Linked DNA regions of Mus musculus: regions 1, 2, 3, 4, 5 and 7 are each linked to region 6. Evidence: chromatin contacts called from public ChIA-PET, Hi-C, HiChIP or PLAC-seq and promoter capture Hi-C data. All regions are on one chromosome and are shown on one strand. Each heading gives the region's core, a stretch centred on a gene start, on an enhancer-like site or on the middle of the called end of the contact. The rest is flanking DNA. Distances are from core to core; before and after follow the strand shown. Region 1 holds the start of Rab43 (RAB43, member RAS oncogene family). Region 2 holds the start of Cnbp (cellular nucleic acid binding protein). Region 3 holds the start of Fam136a (family with sequence similarity 136, member A). Region 4 holds the start of Copg1 (coatomer protein complex, subunit gamma 1). Region 5 holds the start of Efcc1 (EF hand and coiled-coil domain containing 1). Region 6 holds the start of Gfpt1 (glutamine fructose-6-phosphate transaminase 1). Region 7 holds the start of Hmces (5-hydroxymethylcytosine (hmC) binding, ES cell specific).

What was found. Promoter capture Hi-C pulls out the DNA fragments that hold promoters and counts their contacts. Hi-C and Micro-C count contacts between places; a contact is called where the count stands out from the background. ChIA-PET counts read pairs in DNA pulled down with a chosen protein or histone mark. HiChIP or PLAC-seq counts read pairs in DNA pulled down with a chosen protein or histone mark.
Region 1: a FOXA1 HiChIP or PLAC-seq map of pancreatic cancer cells shows a contact between it and region 6. The contact joins the promoter of Rab43 here to the promoter of Gfpt1 in region 6. A contact is called at or near these places in 6 of 39 promoter capture datasets (hippocampal neurons, liver, neural stem cells and 2 more), 1 of 484 Hi-C or Micro-C datasets (B cells), 3 of 115 datasets of contacts at active chromatin or transcription factors (bone marrow-derived macrophages, memory CD8 T cells and pancreatic cancer cells) and 1 of 9 other capture datasets (liver).
Region 2: a promoter capture Hi-C map of second pharyngeal arch cranial neural crest shows a contact between it and region 6. The contact joins the promoter of Cnbp here to the promoter of Gfpt1 in region 6. A contact is called at or near these places in 9 of 39 promoter capture datasets (the 3T3-L1 cell line, 3T3-L1-derived adipocytes, the C10 cell line and 5 more), 1 of 484 Hi-C or Micro-C datasets (CD4 T cells) and 2 of 115 datasets of contacts at active chromatin or transcription factors (astrocytes and bone marrow-derived macrophages).
Region 3: an RNA polymerase II ChIA-PET map of memory CD8 T cells shows a contact between it and region 6, with 33 read pairs. The contact joins the promoter of Fam136a here to the promoter of Gfpt1 in region 6. A contact is called at or near these places in 1 of 39 promoter capture datasets (erythroid cells) and 4 of 115 datasets of contacts at active chromatin or transcription factors (effector CD8 T cells, extraembryonic endoderm stem cells, memory CD8 T cells and 1 more).
Region 4: a FOXA1 HiChIP or PLAC-seq map of pancreatic cancer cells shows a contact between it and region 6. The contact joins the promoter of Copg1 here to the promoter of Gfpt1 in region 6. A contact is called at or near these places in 2 of 115 datasets of contacts at active chromatin or transcription factors (memory CD8 T cells and pancreatic cancer cells) and 1 of 9 other capture datasets (liver).
Region 5: a promoter capture Hi-C map of pre-B cells shows a contact between it and region 6, with 3 times the contacts expected there. The contact joins the promoter of Efcc1 here to the promoter of Gfpt1 in region 6. A contact is called at or near these places in 5 of 39 promoter capture datasets (the C10 cell line, hippocampal neurons, liver and 1 more) and 2 of 115 datasets of contacts at active chromatin or transcription factors (embryonic stem cells and pancreatic cancer cells).
Region 7: a contact with region 6 is called in a Hi-C map of B cells, with 10 read pairs. The contact joins the promoter of Hmces here to the promoter of Gfpt1 in region 6. A contact is called at or near these places in 2 of 39 promoter capture datasets (both in liver), 2 of 484 Hi-C or Micro-C datasets (B cells and CD4 T cells) and 1 of 115 datasets of contacts at active chromatin or transcription factors (extraembryonic endoderm stem cells).

The regions. Positions count from the first base shown.
Region 1 is chr6:87,810,383-87,813,082 of GRCm38.p6, forward strand. Rab43 (RAB43, member RAS oncogene family) reads right to left here and starts at 1,397. Exons shown (of 3, transcript NM_001039394.1): 1 at 965-1,397. The coding sequence starts at 1,162.
Region 2 is chr6:87,849,787-87,852,486 of GRCm38.p6, forward strand. Cnbp (cellular nucleic acid binding protein) reads right to left here and starts at 1,320. Exons shown (of 5, transcript NM_001347325.1): 1 at 1,118-1,320. Gm44064 (WAS/WASL-interacting protein family member 2) reads left to right here. Exons shown (of 2, transcript XM_030255689.1): 2 at 574-2,527. The coding sequence ends at 1,452.
Region 3 is chr6:86,364,375-86,367,074 of GRCm38.p6, forward strand. Fam136a (family with sequence similarity 136, member A) reads left to right here and starts at 1,272. Exons shown (of 3, transcript NM_025591.3): 1 at 1,272-1,445; 2 at 2,236-2,376. The coding sequence starts at 1,359.
Region 4 is chr6:87,886,556-87,889,255 of GRCm38.p6, forward strand. Copg1 (coatomer protein complex, subunit gamma 1) reads left to right here and starts at 1,385. Exons shown (of 24, transcript NM_017477.2): 1 at 1,385-1,517; 2 at 2,516-2,568. The coding sequence starts at 1,481.
Region 5 is chr6:87,729,460-87,732,159 of GRCm38.p6, forward strand. Efcc1 (EF hand and coiled-coil domain containing 1) reads left to right here and starts at 1,410. Exons shown (of 8, transcript NM_001159697.1): 1 at 1,410-2,081. The coding sequence starts at 1,434.
Region 6 is chr6:87,041,547-87,044,246 of GRCm38.p6, forward strand. It overlaps Gfpt1 (glutamine fructose-6-phosphate transaminase 1), which reads left to right and starts at 1,300. Exons shown (of 19, transcript NM_013528.3): 1 at 1,300-1,459. The coding sequence starts at 1,453.
Region 7 is chr6:87,912,584-87,915,283 of GRCm38.p6, forward strand. Hmces (5-hydroxymethylcytosine (hmC) binding, ES cell specific) reads left to right here and starts at 1,393. Exons shown (of 7, transcript NM_173737.2): 1 at 1,393-1,428; 2 at 1,908-2,112. The coding sequence starts at 1,930. Copg1 (coatomer protein complex, subunit gamma 1) reads left to right here. Exons shown (of 24, transcript NM_017477.2): 24 at 1-1,012.

The DNA.
Region 1 (2,700 bases), core at 147-2,646, 770 kb after region 6:
AGGCCTACAGCCACCCAAATGAGCAGCGAGCCACACCAGCAACAGGGTCAAAAGACTCCCATCCTCGGGCTTCACGTCTGAAAACACAAGACTGCCCCCACCCAGTTCTCTTTAAAGCTGTCTTGAAGATCCTTGTGAACCAGAAACCGTGAAAAACGGCAAAGGATTTCTGCAGGGTGGAAATCAGGAAAGTTACTAAGAGCCTCTGTGCACAAGAACAGCGCTGTGTCCTGTCCAGGATGCTACCTTTTTTTTTTTTTTAGGGAGGACAGACACCTAGGTTAAGAAACTTGATTTCATTCATCACAAATATTATTTATCAAATCATTGCCAGGACATTGTGACAACCACATCCTGCTGTTTCTGCTGGGGTCATTGCCAAAGTTTGCTTCTCTCCCCCACCTTCCGGTATCTGTGATGAAGTTTTCGGTTTCTATCAACCCTTAGTCGGGGAGGCCCCCCACCCCCACCCCAACTCCGCGCTGGCCCTGGTGGAGTGGAGTTCCACCACCGGGTCCATAAAAGAGACCGCGGGGAGGCGTGGCCAGGGAGGAAATTCTGACAAAAACTTTTGGACCTCCGGTCCTAGCAGCCACTACTTCCTGGTCCCTCCCGGTCACGGGGATGTCGTTATTTGGCTGAGTGCTCCCCAGAGGGCCGCGCAGGGAAGGGTCTGTCCCGGCATGCGTGGCGCTCACGGAACGGCCCGCAGGTTGCCTTCCACCGCAAGTTGTTTCGAAGGAGTCCCCAGGCTGAGAGACGGGGGGGCGGGAGTGGGGTGCAGGCTTCCTCCTCCACGCTCTGGCCGCCCACTGTCACCACTCCCAGAGCCCAAGGTGGTGCTTTCGGACCTGAACCCAGCACGGACATCAAGGCCCAAGCCCGTTCTGAAAGAAGGGGAAGCCGAAGGACTGGCCGCGAACCGCCCGCCGGGAGCAAAGCAGCGGGCCGCGCCGCCTCCCACCTTGACCCGCTTGCCCTGGATCTCCAGCGTCTTCATGGTGAAGTCGACACCGATGGTGCTGCCCTGACGCGCCGAGAAGGCGCCGGTCTTGAAGCGCTGCACCACGCACGTCTTGCCCACGCTCGCGTCGCCCACTAACACCAGCTTGAACAGGAAATCGTAGTGTTCGTCCTGATCTCCCGGGCCAGGGCCCGCCATGGCTCCGCGGGAGTCCTGGGACGCAAGGGCCCGGCTTGGGCTAAGGACAGCCGCGGGCCGAGGTCCGTGTGCCCTAGCCGGCCCGCCGCCGGGCTACGTGGAGCGGCGGCGGCACCTGAACGAGCTGCACGGCGGACCGATCGACCGTCCCGCTCCGCCCCGCCCCGCTCCGCTCCGGAGCCCCGAGGACTCGGCTCCGCCCGGGAGCGCACCGCCCGGCCCTCCGCAGCTCTCTGCCAGCCGTCGGTGCCGTGCCGGCCCACGGCTACCTCAGGCCCGCTCGTGCGCCGCCTTCAGGGCGGGGCGAGCCTCCCTGATCCCCAGCACCGCCCATCTCCCGCCACTCCGCCTCTGGGTCCCGCCCCCAGGACCGCCCAGTCTCCCCCTCCCATAACCAACACCTCCTAGCCTGTCAGTACAGTCCCGACCCCCCAGCACTCCCTCTAAGCTTCTCACCTCCCCGATCCTTCTCCGAGCACCGCCCGCACCCCACCACGGCCAAAGCCTCCGACCCTTCTCTCAACACCACCCCAATCCCGCCCTCAGCACCGTTCTTTCTCACTTCTCAGCACTTCACTAACCCGGACTTAAGCCCGGTGCGGATTCGCTGTCAACAACGCCTTGATCCTCTATTTGGTCCTGACCCCGCCCTTAACATCTCTTACCCCGCCCTAATCCTCCGGAGCCTCTTGGCTTGGACCTCGCCTTAGGCACTGCATCCAAGACGGAAATCCACCCGCACCTTTTCGTAGCCCTGGAGCTAACTCCTCCCTAACGCCTCTCAACTCAGCTCTCCGCGCCTCTTCAACTCCGCTTCGGTCCGCTGCGCCCCCATAGCAGGCTTTGGCCCCTATTAGGTCAACAACTCGTTATAATCGCCAGTTCATCATTCCCTAACCTCATGCCCTTCTCAGCCGGGCCCCACGTCCACCCCTCACTGACATGCCTCCGTCCCTCGCCTGGCCTGCACCCAGTGGGGAACAGGCAAGAGTCGTTTCGGGGCAGGGGACAGCTATGGCTGACAATGAAGGGCTGATGAGGCAGAACACAACTCAATGTTCCCTCTTCGGAGAATGGAAAGTTCTGGTGACACACAGTAAAGGCAGCTTCCCTTAGGTGAAAAAGGAAGACAGAGGAAATGAAAATCCTTGAGGGCAGAATGGCCTAGAGTTCCATTTGGAAGAATTGATAGAGCAGACAGGAGTCCAGTCAAACCTGGGGTGGCTGGGAACAGGAGTCCTGGTCCCAGCCAAACACCTCCTGCACAAGGGAAACCTGTGAGTCAGCCAGCTCAGAAGTTTGGCCTGAGAAACCTGAAGTCACAGAAATGGGACCCAGATGTCTGTAAACAGTTTGAACTAGATCAAATAGGCCCCATCCCTAAAAATGAGAGAAAGCTGAGAATACTCTAGCTTCTTTGGACAGCCCCCTTAGGCCCTGCATGGCTATTTGATTCGATAGTTTTTTAATAATGGCTGTTGCAAGCCAAACATTGTTCTAGGGCCTTGAGATCCATCCATGAACGAAAGGCAAAATCC
Region 2 (2,700 bases), core at 70-2,569, 810 kb after region 6:
TTACTTTAATGCAGTCAGATTGAGTGTCGTGGTTTCTTGTCTATTTTGTGTCTTCAAGAATATTGCAAAAACCTAACCAGCCGATTGCTGTGCAATGTCTCCTTTTCCAAGACCCCCACCCCCACCCCAGATGTAGTCACTTCCTCTGAAAGTGCCTGGTGGCCGAGGCCATGTGCTTGACATGTGGCAACAGGCAAAAGGCTTCACCTATAAAATCAACACCTAAACCCAAGTGAGAACGATTAAACCGTCCTAAAACAGGTTTTCACGGTAATGAAAAATCTAGATTGATCTTTGCCAACTCTACTTCCGAGGCTTTCTTGTAATTTATATCCATTTAATCCGAGAAATATTGGCAAGGACTTCTGCCACCCTGATGGCCTTAAAGGCCTGACAACCTACGGGTCCTATCCACCCGGTTCCCGCTCCATTAAAAAAAAAAAGGGGGGGGGGGGGTGAGGGACCTAAGACTTGACTCTCATCGATCCAGGGAAAGGTGGTTTCTTTTGACTAACGATGTCGAATAAGCTGCTTAAGAATACGAACTACAAGAAATCAGGAGTTTGAATAAAGGTCGCCAGTACAGAGAACCGAATCCAGACTCCCAAGCCTTACAGCGGCGTGCGCGGGCTTCGTCACAGGCCAGGTCCTGAGGCCCCGCAGCCGCTGGCACATGGCCCGCCAGGCCTCCACCGGGCGCTCGGCCTGGGGACCTCCACCTCGACCAGGCTCTCGCCCCCGCCACACCGCCCCGTTCCAGGAGTTCCCGCCACACTGGCCCTCGGCGCTAGGCCCGCGCGCGACTCTCCTCGCCTCGGCCCCAAGGGCGCCGGGCCTCGTCGCCACACGGATGAGGCCTGCGTGGCCCTCGGGGCCAAGAGAGGGCCCCACGCTCCAGCCCTAGTGCCAGCGCCGCAGGACGGACAGGACGCCCGCCACAGTACGGCGGGCCAGAAACTGGAGCCGAGACGCCGCTCGGGCCGAGCCCCGCGCCTGACGCAGCAGGGCGCAGGCCGAGGTGCGGCCGCCATCGCGCCTCGCAGTTCCGGCCCTCCGTCCGTCTCGGCCGCACCAACCCCGCCACCTCCGTTGCGCAGGCTACACCCTCGCCTCTCACCTTCGGCGTCTGAGCTGCCCACAGCGGAGGAGACTCGGACGAAGAACCAAGAAGGCGACTCGCAAAGCAGCGGCTGTTTATTTTCAGGGTCCTTGCCTGCGCCACACGCGGGTCTGCACACGGCCCCACACACGCCGCTGCGCACGGCTCTCCTCCGCCTCGCCCACGGATCCAATCAGCGCAGGAAGCCAGGCCAGCCAATCAGAATCGCCCGCTGGGAGCGCGGCCTCGCGCGAGGGCGGCAGGGGCGGGGCGGACTGCTCCACGCCCAGCCTCTTCCGGCCCGCAGCGCTCGCGGCCTTCCCGCCCGTACCTGGGTTCCGTGTCTACGATGAGTGGTTCGCTGCTTTCCTACTAGCAGTTCGTCCCTCGAACCTTTGCTGGTTCTCTCCAGCCTACGGGGCTGATCCGGGCAGTGGTCGCAGCTTGCGGGAGCCAATCTCCCCCTGCCCGGCCTCCCCTAAGCCTGGTGGGGCTCAGAAGCAGACCAGGTTCCAATACACACACACTTAGGTTTGGGGGAAGGTCTTAGTGGCCTGATCATAGAAGCGGCTGTGGCTACCGTTACGGTCCATGAGATGCGTTTGGGTTTTGTGTTTCCTGGGTATAAACCGACAGCGCGCTGCTAGTGCCCCTGGCTTGCAATAGCCCCAAATGAAAATGCCTAATGAGGTTGAAGATGGTGACAGGTGATTTGTGTCACAACACTTCTTGTGACCCATAATGAATGACATCCCTAGGATTTGTGGATGAGAGGAGGCCAAGAAAGTTATTGCCTGGGCTGCCCCATTCAGGAGTGACCGTCGTTTGCATTTCATGGTGTCTCCAAAATAGATTGTGTGTGTAGTCATAGGTCCTCAAAGCAGAAGATAAATTTTTCCTGTAAGTCCTGGGTTTGATTCCCTAGCGTTACCACACACCCTGAAGACAATTTCTATATAAACTAAAGCATTCTAGAACTCTGTCCCGTTTTAATGATTTTTTTAATACAAACATGAAGAATCTGGAAATCTCAAGTCTCTTGAGTTCTAAAAAGTACTAAAATTTGTCTAGATTTTAGTTTCCGCTAGCGACTTACTCTTTAAACTTACACATGGGCCTGCAGAAATGACTTAGAAGTTGAGAGCAGCCAGGCGTGGTGGTGCATACCTTTAGTCGCTTGCACTTGAGAAGTAGAGGCAGTAGGATCTCTTGTCAGTCCAAGTTCATCTAATCTACATAACAAGTCCCAGGTCAGCCATAGCTACATAGTAAGACCTTTGGGCTGTAGATATGGTTTAGAAGAGCATTTGTCTCGCACAAGACTCTAGATTCCATTTCAACAGAAGAACAAAATGTTCAACCATAGTCAGACCCAGTCTCAAAATAAGCAAAAAAAAACAAAAACAAAAAACAAAAAAAAAAAAAAAACACCAGCAACAACACATGCTGCTATTGAAGAGAACCAGAATTCAGTTCCCAACACCTATATCCTACTAACAACTACATATAACTCCAGGTCCAGAGGATCTAATGTCCTCTAACTTAGGAGGTGCACATAAATATACCCAGCCACATACACATAAATCTTTGTTGTTGTTCTC
Region 3 (2,700 bases), core at 22-2,521, 680 kb before region 6:
AGTACTTGCAAAGCACCTGGTCTGTTGGGTGACCACTGCCATCGCCCTGGCTCCAGCTGCTCCTGGAAGATCCCTGTAAGTCCGGCTTCAAGTAGTGGACACATTTTATCCCCAACCCTGGTATCTGAGAGAGGGAAAGCCCAGCCATGGAGGAACACAGCTTTTCTCAAAGGACAATGGGTTGTGTGGCTTTTCCTACCCTCAAAACAGAGCTAGCCTGCCATCTAGTGGCGAATCACAGCAAGTGCCTAAAATCTCAAGCACTCTTCACACGCTAGTCTTTTTTTTTTCGTTCCAGGCTATTCCACAAAGCTTCAACCTTTTTTTTCTGTTTTGCCCTCTGAAGCTTCCCGTACCTGCCTGTCATTCTTTTCCTTCTCCAGAGTGCCAGGCAAGGGCCTTCTAGTTCAATACAAAAATTCAATGCTAGCTCGCCGAGAGAGATTTCCCGAAACACTCGAACTTTCCCTTATCTCTATGGGACCACTTATAGCCCAAGCTCTTCTAACGCAGCCTTTAGTAGCCCTCTTCCTAACCTAATGATGCTCCCCTCTGCATCGGCCCATGGGAAGAAGGGACCACTTGTGTTTCAGAGATGACTGCATAAGACAGTAGAAATGGGAACACGAGAGCACATGGCTGACAGAACCAATCCATTCAGAAACAGCTCGCCCTTACTCAACGGTCTCGCTATCTACAGCCCCTCCATACCCCCACACTACTCTTGAGACAATCTAGAATACCGTACCCTTTACTCGCAGTAACTAGTAACTCGGCATAAATGTTCACCAGCTGGGGAATTGACAAAGCAAATTGTGGTATGTACATTTAATGAAATTCTGTTCGGCAACAAAAAGAAACCAAGACAAAGATAGCAATAATAAAATCTGATCGAGCTGTACAAGAGCTGCTAATTACATTCGCTTTTTTAAAATTGGGATTGACAGAGGGAGAGAGAGAAAGAGAGGAAGAAAAGAAGTCAGACGACGAAGAGATCTTTGGCCACCAAAAGCCTGGCTCCACGGAAGAACCAGCGGCGCGCCCGCTGTCTCCTGCCTGAAGTTGCTTAACCTAGACGCCAGGGGGCGATGAGGATGCGGGAACGGGAACGCTTACTGAGGACAAGGGCGCAATGGCCAGGGGCCAGGGCGAGGTACTCGGAAGACTGTGCGGTGACTCGGTGGGGGGTCGGGCTCAGCGCAAAGGGGCGGGACTCACTAGCTAGGGGCGGGGCGCAGCCGAGGGCGGGGCGAAGCCGGAGGGTGGGACTCAGTGGCTTGAGAAGCCCGCACGGGCGCAGGGGGCGGGGCGCAGCGGGTGCACACGCGGGCGCCGGCGCGGCTGAGCTCAGGGTCGCCATGGCGGAGGTGCAGCAACTCCGAGTGCAGGAGGCTGTGGACGCCATGGTGAAAAGTGTGGAGAGAGAGAACATCCGGAAGATGCAGGTAGCGGCGCGGTCCGGCGCCCAAACGGGATTGGAAACTCGGGCGGGGGTGGCGCGGTGACGTTCGAGCTCCGGGCCTCGCGTGGGGCGGTTTCCTCCCACCTGGCCTCGGTGACGAGCGTTCGGCCGCCCCTGAGGTGATCTGGCGCGAGGCTCGGAGGGACCGGCCCAGGAGAACCACCAGACCGAAATCCCTTCGGGCCGTCCTGCGCTGATTTAGATGCCACGAACCCTGAACGCCCGTGAGCGTGGGCCCCGTCTCCCTCACCCTACTGGCCTCGCTTAACTTCACCCCTTAATCACCCTCTACTGTTTCGATCGCCTTGTGGGGCGTTGACTAGCCAGGCCGACCTCTGAACTCTGCTACAGAAATACAAAAACTGATTTTCAGAACGTGGTTTCTTCCGGTTCAGTCTTGGGTACATTATCTTATCAGTGAGCTCATAGCAGCACACAGGGTCTCTTTTAACCCAGGTTGACTTCCAACCCCCGATCTTCCTGCCTTCACCTTTGGAGTGCGAGGATTACAGGCATGGGCCACCACCCTGGCTTTGTGCTGTGCGGAATGGAACGCAAGGCTTTCTTAGAACTAGCAAGCGCGCTCCCAAGAACATATATCCCCATCCTACAAATGTTAGGCCTGGTAACCGTCCCAGTCTTACGAAGTCCTGATGATACGGCGGGAAAAATAAAACAAAACAGGTAGAGAAGCATGGCCTCCAAGGCCTTGTCCTTCGAGAGCTGTCCTCAGAGTCTTTCCAGTCTCACCAGGCTCTGTCTTCGCTCCCCAGGGCCTCATGTTCCGGTGCAGCGCCAACTGCTGTGAAGACACCCAAGCATCTATGCAGCAGGTGCACCAATGCATCGAGCGCTGCCATGCGCCTCTGGCTCAAGCCCAGGCTCTGGTCACCAGCGAGCTGGAAAGGTTCCAGGTCAGGAATGCCTCACAGCTCCCAAGTCCTTGAACAGCAGCTCCTTGGCAGGGGATGAGAAACACTCGTTCTGCCTTAGGTCCTGTCAACACTGGTGGGAGCCCTGGTGTCCGTGAGGGTTGATATTCTGGAAGAAGCCCTGGGTGTGCTGTTAAGTTGTGCTATATTTGCCACAGAAACAGTAATATAAAAGAAAGTTACCAAGGGGGTTTCTAACCAAGCACCTTTATGCCTTTTTGATGTACCAAATACAATCTATGTTGTGTTGTATAAAATTCCTTAAAATGTATATTAATTTGGGGCTGTAGAGATGACTCAGCATTT
Region 4 (2,700 bases), core at 135-2,634, 850 kb after region 6:
ACATATAATGAAGTTAGATAGTCATCTTTGCAGCTCATAAAAAGACCAATTCAGATATTTCCTGTTTGTCTGGAGTGCTTTAAAACTGCAAACACTGCCAGCCTACAAGCAGCCTGCCACATAGTAAGTGTGTTTGTTTTGGAGGAGACAGTCTTTAGATTCTTTAAATTGGTGTTATAGGGCAGATAATAAGAATAAAATCTGTTGTTTATATTTTCTATTTGTAACTGAGCTTTTAACCCTGGTTATGTAATGATAAGTCAGACATATTTTGTACTACTGGATAATCATTAGCTTGTCTTTGTTCTGTGAAACTTGTGTAAATAAAGACGCTCTTGGTTGCTAGTCAGTCAGAGCAACAGAAATGGCCTGATCTCTAATAAGTAAGTCAGAGTTACAGAAATGGCCTGATTGCTATCAAGTCAGAGCTGCTAAATTCCCCTAACTATCTGGCTTGGCTTGCCTCACCCTCTCCCCTTGCCTAATACTCATCTTCTCTGTGGGCCAATTTGTCAGCAACAATATTTGAATTCCTTGTCAAACCACAAGTTTTATAGTATTTGGTAGAAAAGACTCATTTAATAATTTTCACAACTGAACCTGGCCCTCAGACTTGGCAGCAAGCACCTTAACTTAGCGGCTGAGCCATCTCATTGGCTCTATTTTTTGAGGTGGAAGTCATGTAGGTCTGGTGCAGGGGGATGGCCTTGAACTTCTCATCCTCCTTTCTCTGCCTCATGAGTGTTGAAATTACTCGCTATGTCCAGTTATATCTCAATGTTAAAGCACAAATGTACATAACTCTATTCATTGCCTTACAAAGCTAGACTCGGATGGAATCGGTTCCTTGGCTAGCAACAGATGCCCTTTTCCCTCTCACCACCATCTCTGTCATGGTGACTCCTCTGGCCTCAATCCTTGGGGCCAGTGAACTTGTTTGAGAGCAGCTTCCCAATAAATTTGCCCTTAAAATATTCTAACCTGACTTGAATTGGCTCATTTTACCGGTGGCGGAAAAATAACCTATTAGTGAGACTTACTTCCGGAAAATGACAATAAAGAGTAGCAGGGAACATGTATGGGGTCAGCGTGCTGCATGCAACCCTCCCATCAGAATGCCCTTTAAATTCAGCCAGGGGTAACTGCAAACACAGCAGCCACAGGACCACAAGGGGGCGCAGAAGCGGAGCACCCGCAACCGCAGGTCTAGGCTCCGCCTCCAGTGTCTAGCCACGCCCACTTTCCTGGGTCTCACCCCTCCCCTTCCGCCCTCTTCCACCTAGGTTTTGGCAATCTCCGGACAGGCAATGAAAAAGGTGGGCGCAGTTGTGCGCAGGCGCAGACAACAGAGTGCGCAGGCGCAGTCCATAGTGCAGTGCTCAGGGCGACGTGGCGGGCGGGAGTACGGAAGCCGCAGGGAGAAGCTGTTCTCACCGCTACTCTGAGCATCTTCCTGCTGCGTGGAGCTACCGCTGACACCATGTTGAAGAAATTCGACAAGAAGGACGAGGAGTCTGGTGAGGGCCCCTTGAAAGACCTGGGGAGGTCAGATCCTCGTAGGGGTTCATGGGACCTTCCTTGGCTTCCTTCTTCCGGGCCTCTGTCAGAGCCAGATCCGAGGCCCAAGAGGGGCAGGGGCTTGTGCGCAGGTCCATCTATATCTGTTCTCGGAGGAAACGTGCTGTTTGCCCTCTCCAGCTCTGGCCAGGATTTCTGCGTGACCTTGTGCGGGTAACACTCCTCTCTGGGCCTCAGTTTCCCCATCTTGTCAGAGGAGGTTCCCAGGCTGGATGTTACCTTGCATTTCACCCGACCTCTTGGTATTTGCTGCGATAATTCTTTGCCTATCTGGGTGTAACCAGTCCTACAGTTAATAACCCTGACCGTTTCATTCATTCAATAAACTACAATTACTGAACATCAGGCACCTCACTGATCATAATATTACAGTAGCTAAAGCAAGTTCGATACTAGATGCCTGCAATAGGAATGTTAGGATGGAGAGCCCAGACAGTAACCAGATAATCGCATGCATAATTTTTTAATGTAATATCTGCTGTCAGGGAAACTCAGTCACAGGTTAGTTAGTGTTGGTTGTCTCCGACACATAGATTCATTTAAGTTCTGGTTGCATAGATCAGTGCCAATTATTGAACCCTAAAATGCTCAGAAAGAATGCTTAGGTGACTGTGAGAGAGCCTTGACGGCCTCTGGTAGATGATAGAGACTTCCTTCTCTCTTCCTCGTGTTTGGCAGGTTTAGGGTCACAGTTCGGGGCTGTAACTCAGTTGATAGAGTGCTTGCTTAGCTTGGGTGAAGCCCTGTGTATGATCCACAGTACCATGTAAACCAGGAGGCCGAGGCGGGAAGATCAGATGCACAAGAGCCGACCTCTGCTACATTTTGAGTTAAAGGCTAGCATGCGATACATGAGAGTCTGTGTCAGCACAGGAAAAAGGAGAAAAGCAGTTCATTCAAGATCACAACCGTAATCAGTCTTCTCTGTGCACTGCAGGTGGAGGCTCCAACCCCCTCCAGCACCTGGAGAAGAGTGCCGTACTCCAAGAGGCAAGTGCCACCATGCCTGTGTCTGGTCAGGAATACCTGCCAGCCCTGCTGTCAGATACTAACATACATGGAGTGCTGGTTTATAAAGCCTGGGTCCAGGAAGATGGGACTTTATTCATTGTATTTGCTAGT
Region 5 (2,700 bases), core at 160-2,659, 690 kb after region 6:
TGAGCAGTATTGGGGTGCACATGGTGAGGGCAGGGTGGGGATGGAGGGAGTAGAAATATTGAAGTACTAGACTGTAGTTGTGGTCAGATAACTGTAACATACTAAAAACTGTTGATCTGTACATCTTACAGTGCAATCTCCCATTTCAGCAAAAGAGCCAGTGCACCGATAGCAAAGGGTTCACCATCACCAGAAACAGCAACCAGATGTTCTGTGGCTGCCATTCCTTATGTGCATCCTTGTAGAAAGCATCCAGTAATGTTCTGTGCAGTGTTGTTATTATCACATACCATTCATTAGTCATAACAGTCACAATAACTGCTGTAGCGTGTTTCCTCGTTTATCCCTGTTCCACGATTTGTCCTGCCTGGGCCCCTGCTGAATATCAGCTTCTAGCCATTATAATCAATAATGTGGTCAATGAACATGCTGTGCATGTGGTTTTCCAAGGTAGAAGCCAAGGTATGGTATTGTACATTATTCCGTTAAATTGCCATTGGTTTTATAATTAACATATATATGTACACATGTATATCCAAAATGCTTGGGATGTCTGATTCCTTCCCGAAGTGTGTGGAACAAAGGACAAAGTGCTGGTCGGGGGTGCTATAATGGAGGAAACAAAATGATAATGCTTTTCAACTGGGATTTGTACACAAAACAAGATCTGCTTATCTAATAGTCAAGGGCCGCTGAGTTTGCTCTTCGCTCCAATATGGCTGGGTAAGGTTCCCATGGCAAGCGCCAGACGGAGTCAATACTACATTTCTGTGAAAGAGAGAAGAAAAGCCAGTTAGCTCTCAAGAGCAAGCAGGTCTGCCCAGCATCTTCCAGAATCAAGTTCTAGGGCACCAAAGAAAATAGTGGCCAAACAACTGTTTACCTCATCCCAGCCAGCGGAAGGAGCTCAGGCCAAGCAACCACCTGGAGCCCAAAGGTGGCCGCGGTAGACAACCACTTTCCTCTCACCAAAACTCTAACTTCATCCACGTCCAAGTTTGTTTCCTCCTCGGTTCTAGTTACGAGGAGGGAGGGAGAGCTTAGGAAGCAGTCTGGAGAAGAGGCAGAGAACGGCCGGCCGAGGGCTGGGAATTGCAGAACACAACAGCAGGCGCAGGCGCTCCAGCCTCTGGTGACAATAGCGGAAAGGCCTGGAGAGGGCAAAAGAACTGAGTCAGGAACTGGTTACAGTGATGGGGATGGGGATAGGGATGGGGAGCGATGGGGAGTGCAGGTCAAGGCCATTACTAGAGCGCGTAGCTCCAGCGCCTCCCATCGGGACAAACACAGACGTCCTGCACAGTCCACGCAGCTGCCTGGATACGGTCCCGTGCCTCTCTGGCCTGACCGTGGCCGCCCAGCCCCTCCCTCCGCGGACGCGGGCGGCTGTCTGAAGGCGCCGATCTGCCGAGAGAAACCGCCAGGGTTTGGGCATGGAGAGCTCGGCGGGTGACCCATACCGGCGACCTGCGCGGCGCACTCAGTGGCTGCTGAGTGCCTTGGCTCACCACTACGGGCTGGACCGCGGCGTGGAGAATGAGATCGTGGTGCTGGCTACCGGTCTGGATCAGTATCTGCAGGAGGTTTTCCACCACTTGGACTGCCGGGGAGCGGGCCGCCTACCGCGCGCCGACTTCCGTGCGCTCTGCGCGGTACTGGGGCTGAACGCTGACGGGGAGACGGCCACGGAGGACGCAAACTCCGCGGAGGCGGCCTCCACGAACCCGGCTGCTGGGATGATCGCTGGCGGGGACGCGGACGTCAGGGAAGAGGCGCGCCTGGCTCTGCGAGCCGACCCTCCAGAGCTCACCTTCCGCCAGTTCCACGCGCGCCTCTGCGGCTATTTCAGTAGCCGAGCGGGGCCCCGGCTGCCCCGCGGAGCTCTTAGCGAGCACATCGAGACACAGATCCGCCTCCGCCGCCCGCGCCGCCGCCGCCGGCCTGGCTCACCGAGCCTGCACGGTGGCGCCTATGGCGAGCGGGTGGCACATCTAGAGGAGGAAAACAGTAGCCTACGCGAGCTGGTGGAGGACCTACGGGCTGCGCTGCAGAGCAGTGACGCGCGTTGCCTGGCCCTTCAGGTGCGAGGGATGCCTCGGGTGGAGACAGAGACGCCCCACCGCGGCCCAGCCCCTCCTCAGCTGGTTCTCTCCGTTCCCCATTCCACCCCCTTCATTCCAACTTCCACCCCAATGTATCATTCCTTAAGATCCCAACTTCCTACCCAAGTCCCTTCTAATCCTAGAAGGAACCTGTTTAAGTAGCCAAGTAGTGATGGGTCAGCACACATCCTTCTTCGGGAGGTTTAAGGAAAACAAAGGACTGACTGCCCTTCCCCAAGTCAGCGAAACTTGTTGAATCCCTCACAGCCAGGCCTCTAGCCCAGGTGAGAAAGACAATGATGGCCAGCAATGAGGGCCAGGCTCACTCTGAGCTATTGAGGTGGAGCCATTGAGTGAGCTGGTCTCTGGGATCAGTCAACGAACACTTGAGCCCTCGGTGTTCAGTGTAGCTCAGGTGACCAGCTAAGGGAGAAAAGGGGCCCTTATAGGCGTATAGGAAGAGGACCTGCGTTACATTGGTGTCTCCTGTCTCCTAGTTGCTGCAGAGTACAACTAGGTGTCAAAGTGGCCTTCGTGGTTCATATGTCTGCCAGGAGAGTGTAAGATGGGGCAGAAGGAACCCTGGGAGTGCGTAGAG
Region 6 (2,700 bases), core at 50-2,549:
AACTGAAAAGCCTTTGCTTCCTTGCACATACAAAGAGCTTAGGACAAGCCTATAAGGCTTTTATCACTCTTTCCAGCCACCAGAACAGTTTTAATTTGCCACGTATTGCTCTGGTCTATGACTAGGCAAGTGTTGGTTATTAAAAAAAAAAAAAGCCAACCAAACAAACAAACAAAAAAATCTCACTCTATCATAAAGGAACTTAACAGTTTAGTGGGGAGAGGAAAAAAACCACCTTTAATACAGAAGTCTGTTATAGCCGGGCGTGGTGGCGCACGCCTTTAATCCCAGCACTCGGGAGGCAGAGGCAGGCGGATTTCTGAGTTCGAGGCCAGCCTGGTCTACAGAGTGAGTTCCAGGACAGCCAGGGCTACACAGAGAAACCCTGTCTCAAAACAAACAAACAAACAAAAAACAAAACAAAAAACAAAAAACCAAAGAAGTCTGTTATTGTATGAGACAGATCAAAGGATGAGATGTTAAAACCATCTTGGGGAGACCTAAAGATGTCACACTTAAAAGTGGCAAGGATGTGATGTGGGACTCTGTAGAATAACCCTGGCGTGCAGTTTTGAATGCTGGAGCAGTAGGAAGGGGATTCTGGCTGAGAGTGCTTCTGTGGGCCCTACTCATTCATTTCCGTTAGAGCTATCAAGTGCGGGCTGATAACCAGCTACTTTTGCTCCAAGGTATTATTTAAACCTTCTGAAAGGGAACGCCCCGCTAACTCCTCTTTTCTCAACGGAGAGTTCATTCGCGACAAGAGCGATCCCGAGTACAACGTGCCCACAGCTTCCCTGAGCGCAGGCGCAGTGCTGGGACTACTGACTAGTGGTACCTTAGGCAGAGAACAGTGAGGAAGGCAGGGAGTGGGGCGCTGAGCACCTTGCCTACAGCTCAGGTCGTCACCGGAATGGCTGCCCGAGGGCGTCCTGCAGGCTCCCGCACCTCTGCGCCAGCAGCGCAGTTCCGGCCACCGTGGCTCTGCACACTGACACGTCTGTCCCAGGCTCTCCCTCCTGCCCTACAGCTTTTCTCTCTGTCTCCCTCCTTCCCGTTCCCCTTGAAACACACAAACTGCTGTGTAAACATTCCCTTCCTCCTCCTCCTCCGAGGCTCGGCTCGCCCTCAGCGGGCGGCTCCAGGAACCTAAAGCGGATGCTGGTCGAGCCCCTGCCACGTCGCTACCCGCAGCTCTGCGTCTGCGCGCTGGGCGGGCGATGCCTGCGCGTGAGCGGCGCGGGCGCGGCCCAATGGGAGAGCCGCGGCGGCGCGCGTGGCCGGGGGGGGCGGGGCGGCAGTTGAGAGCGAAGCGAGCGCTGAGTCGGACTGTCGGGTCTGAGCTGTCGCATCCCAGAGTCCTCTCATTGCCACCACCCCGGCCCGAGCTCACCCTCGCTTCTGAAGCTCTCCGCGCGCCCGACAGCTCAGCCCTCGCCCGTGACCAACATCATGTGCGGTAAGGGCAGCGATGGGGGTGTGTGGTGGCCGCAGGGCCCGCGCAGTGAAGCCAGAGGTGGACAGCGCGTGTCAACAGAGCGGCCTTGGGGCTGGGGTCCTGAAGAGAAGGGGGGCTTGTGGAGCGGGCATCCCGAGGAGATTGAGGGTCCTGAGGGGAGCCGGGATCTGGAAGGAGAAGGGTCTCTGGGGAGAAAGGCTGCTGTCCGTGAGGCAGGGACTCTAAGATGGGGATTCCGGTGTTGAAGGGGCGGCCGGAGCTAGTGTGCTTAAGAGGGACCGGCAGAGGAGATTGTGGGGGCCCTAGGAGTCAGAGGCTACTTAAAGGGGCTAGAGGATTGGGGGTGGGGTGGGCCAGGGAGGGTATCAGAGCGTTCAAGGGGCACCTTTGCATAGAGCTCAGAGGATAGATGAATACCTACCTTAGAAGAGCTGTGAGGCTCAAAGTGAGACCAAGTATGGAGGGATGCCTAGGGGAAGGTCCACCAGGTGAGTGAGGCGACCTGTGAACATGCTGTGTGGTACTGGGGGTTAAACTCATAAAGGCAGCTTGTCAAGTGAGTGAGTACTCTTTCCCTTAGCCACACCCCCCAAATCCCCTTTTTCTGTCTCTTTGTAACTGGGTCCCACTTGGTAGCCCAGGTTGGCCTGTAATTCACATTGCCCTGTCTCAGCCTTCCAAGTGTTGTGATTATAAGTATGAATGACCACTCCTGGCTGGTAGCATTTCTTGAATTTACTTATCTTGCAGTCTTAAAAATACTTAATTCTAGTCACTTTATTTTAGGCAGGCCTGCGAGAACTCAAGCCAACGCACTGACAGTGATACCCCACATGACTTCTGCCACTCTTAAGTCTCTCAACAGGAACCATTACTAAATCAATAACTTGATGAAATGGGCTCAGAGCTGATCTTGTTGGAAGAGAGAGTAGTAGTCCTGGCTAAAGATCCCACATCATGCATGTACACCTGTTTAACATATGTCTTTACTACAACCATTAAAAAAAACAGGCTCTTTTATTCCATATTTTAAGGCTTCTTATTTAGCTGGGCGGTGGTGGTACAACGCCTTTAATCCTAGCCCTCAGGAGACAGAGGCAGGTGGAAATCAGTGATTTTGAGTACAACCTGGTTCCAAGACAGCTGGAGCACAGTTACACAGAGAAACTCTGTCTTACCCCTCACCCCCGCCCCCCATTATCAAAAAGTGTTACTAAAAGATACCATGAGAATTATATATG
Region 7 (2,700 bases), core at 143-2,642, 870 kb after region 6:
TTGAATAACTGCTGCTTCTGCAGGCTCGTGCTCAGGGCCTCCACTTCTCCCTGAGGCCTCCCTTCACCAAATGGAGCGTGTGCATAGCCCCTCGGGACTGTCAGTGCCAAGCTTAGGGTGGGGTTAAAGGCTAGCCGAATGACAACAGCTAGCAGGTCTGGTAAGCCACTCATCTACAGGCATCTGTAGATGGATGGGTGTCCAAAGGTCCTTAGAGGGTGTCATGATCTGCTCTGGGTCTATGAGTGGGAAAAACAGTATCTGCATTCCTTTTGGGCTGGAGTAAGAAATCCTAGGGGATGCTTCAGGGCTTGGGCTTTAAACTCAAATCAGGTGGTTTAAACTGTTGGAAACACTTGAAGAACTGGACCTCCTGTGAGGCTACTCAGATGGCTCAGCAGGTAAAGGTACCTATCAGGACGGACTACCCACTTGGTAGAAGGAGAGGACCATTTTGCAATAGTTGCCGCCTAACCTCATGCACACCTGTATACTGTATGCACATGCACATGTACACATTAGAACAGAGGCCTGCACCTTTAAGCCGAATCCCATAACATGAAGACATCAGGCTACACTTGAGCATCGTTAAGCTGTTTTAGCTATGGCCTATTTCATGACTGGTCCTGGCTCCACCATGTACTTGGTCAGGCATGCAGTGGTGAACTAAGTAACGTGGTGTGAAACTTCCTAACAGGTTATAAAGAGATTTCTCATTTGGGGGGTTTTCTCAAGTAGGTGACCTGAAGGCTGCTCCCTAAAGACATCCCTCTGTCCCCCACCTTCCATCCCTCTCCTGGGGACTGAGCAGTTGCTCTTGCCTGGCCTCTCTGCCTCATTCCATCCCTTTATGAAGGCCTCTCCAGGCTTTAAAGGAAAGCCTGACCTTCAAGGCCACATCCTGCTTAGCCCTTCCTGACTGTATTCTTCCTGCCTAATACCCTCCCCTTCTACTCCCAGGCCTGGTCATAGCCTGGAAGCCATTCCATTCAAATAAACTTCATTAAAGAAATTGGTGTCAGCCTCCTTTTGTGAAGATTACAGCTTACTCTAGTTTTATTTAAAGGCTTGCACACACCCCACACACAAATGTTAAAAAGGAAACCAGGTGGGGCTTCCTGACCCTTAGGGGTTTGTGGGAATAGCTAGAGAGTCTCAATTCGGATGGCCTTACACATTGAGGGTGGGCAGCACAGGTTTTCTGGCTTCAGATTCCGGCCTGGGAAGGGGGACCCTGAGGCCTCCTGGGGTGCCTGTCTCAGGTCAGTGCATTTTGTCTTGCTTCACCTAGCCACACCCCCACCTGTGGGGAGGGAACCCCGACGGCGCGACGTCACGTCGGGGGCGGGGCGGGGTTACCGAGGAGCGGGACGGGCGTCTCTTAGGCGGACGCTAGCTGCGAGGAAGGGTGGACTAGACCCTCGGGCGGTGAGAGGACGCGGGCGCGTGGGGAGGGCCTCGTTGAGGGGATGAGGACGGACGGGCGGGCGGGAGGAGGGCCGCGCTGAGGAGAAGCTAGCGGGCGGAAGAGAGGACCCGGCGGAGGGGACGCCGGCGGGCGGGCAGGCGAGGACCGCCCACGTTCCGAGCTGGAGCCTTGGCGCCGACAAGGCCCCGCCCGGGACCTGAGCGTGTCCCCGCGGGGCGGTAGTGCGGTGGCCGCGGCCCGCGAGTGTCGCTGGCGTCAAAGCCGAGCGCTCTCACCTTTCCCTGCTGCGTCCGTGGGAAACAACCTGGGAGGAGCGGCTTTCTTTCTCGCCCGCCACCCGAGGGCCTGCTTGGGGACTGTGGGCCCCGCAGTGGCCGGGACTGGCTGACCTAACGGAGCCTCCGCGGAAGATGTGGCTTCGCGGGGAGATTGGCGTGACCTAGGGAGGAGAACCTTAGGGTTTTGTGACTTTCTCTAGGTCTGAGCGGCAGCGCTGAAGTATGTGCGGGCGAACGTCCTGTCACTTGCCCAGAGAGGTTCTCACCAGGGCCTGCGCCTATCAGGATCGGCAGGGCCGGCGGCGGCTCCCGCAGTGGAGGGACCCCGACAAGTACTGCCCCTCCTACAACAAGAGCCCGCAGTCCAGCAGCCCCGTGCTGCTCTCCAGACTGCACTTTGAGAAGGTAAGGAGTGTGTCAGCACCATCGGAGCTTCTGGGCCAGCATCGCCGTGGCCATCTGACTCGTGACCCATGTGCCGCCATCTGCCCAGCCTCCGGAATGACCCGAAAAGCAGCCTTTACAGATACATTAAGGCCCTAATCCCTCTGGGTCTCTGCAAGAAATAAGTCAGCATTCTTCAGGGTCAGTTAAACTGTTTGAATGTATGCCCAAATTATGTGAACCTCATATCTGAATACATTTAAGAATTCTTTTGAGACAGAGTCTTAACTATGAATGTAGCCCTGGCGGTCCTGGAACTCCCTATAGAGGCCCAGCTGACCTCAGATTTTCAGCAAATCTGCCTGTCTCCAGAATCCTGTATTACAGGTGTGTACACTCTGACACGCTTGACTCTCTCTCTCTCTCTCTCTCTTTTTTTTTTTAAGATCGCATTTTTCAAGTATTACTGATTTATCAGCGTCATCTGTCCTTATATTAAAAACAAAAAAGCAAAAACCCAAGTGTGGTGTCACACACCTTTCATCCCAGCACTTAGGAGGCCGGAGGAAGGCAGATCTCTGAGTTGGAGGCTAGTCAAGGCTGCATAGT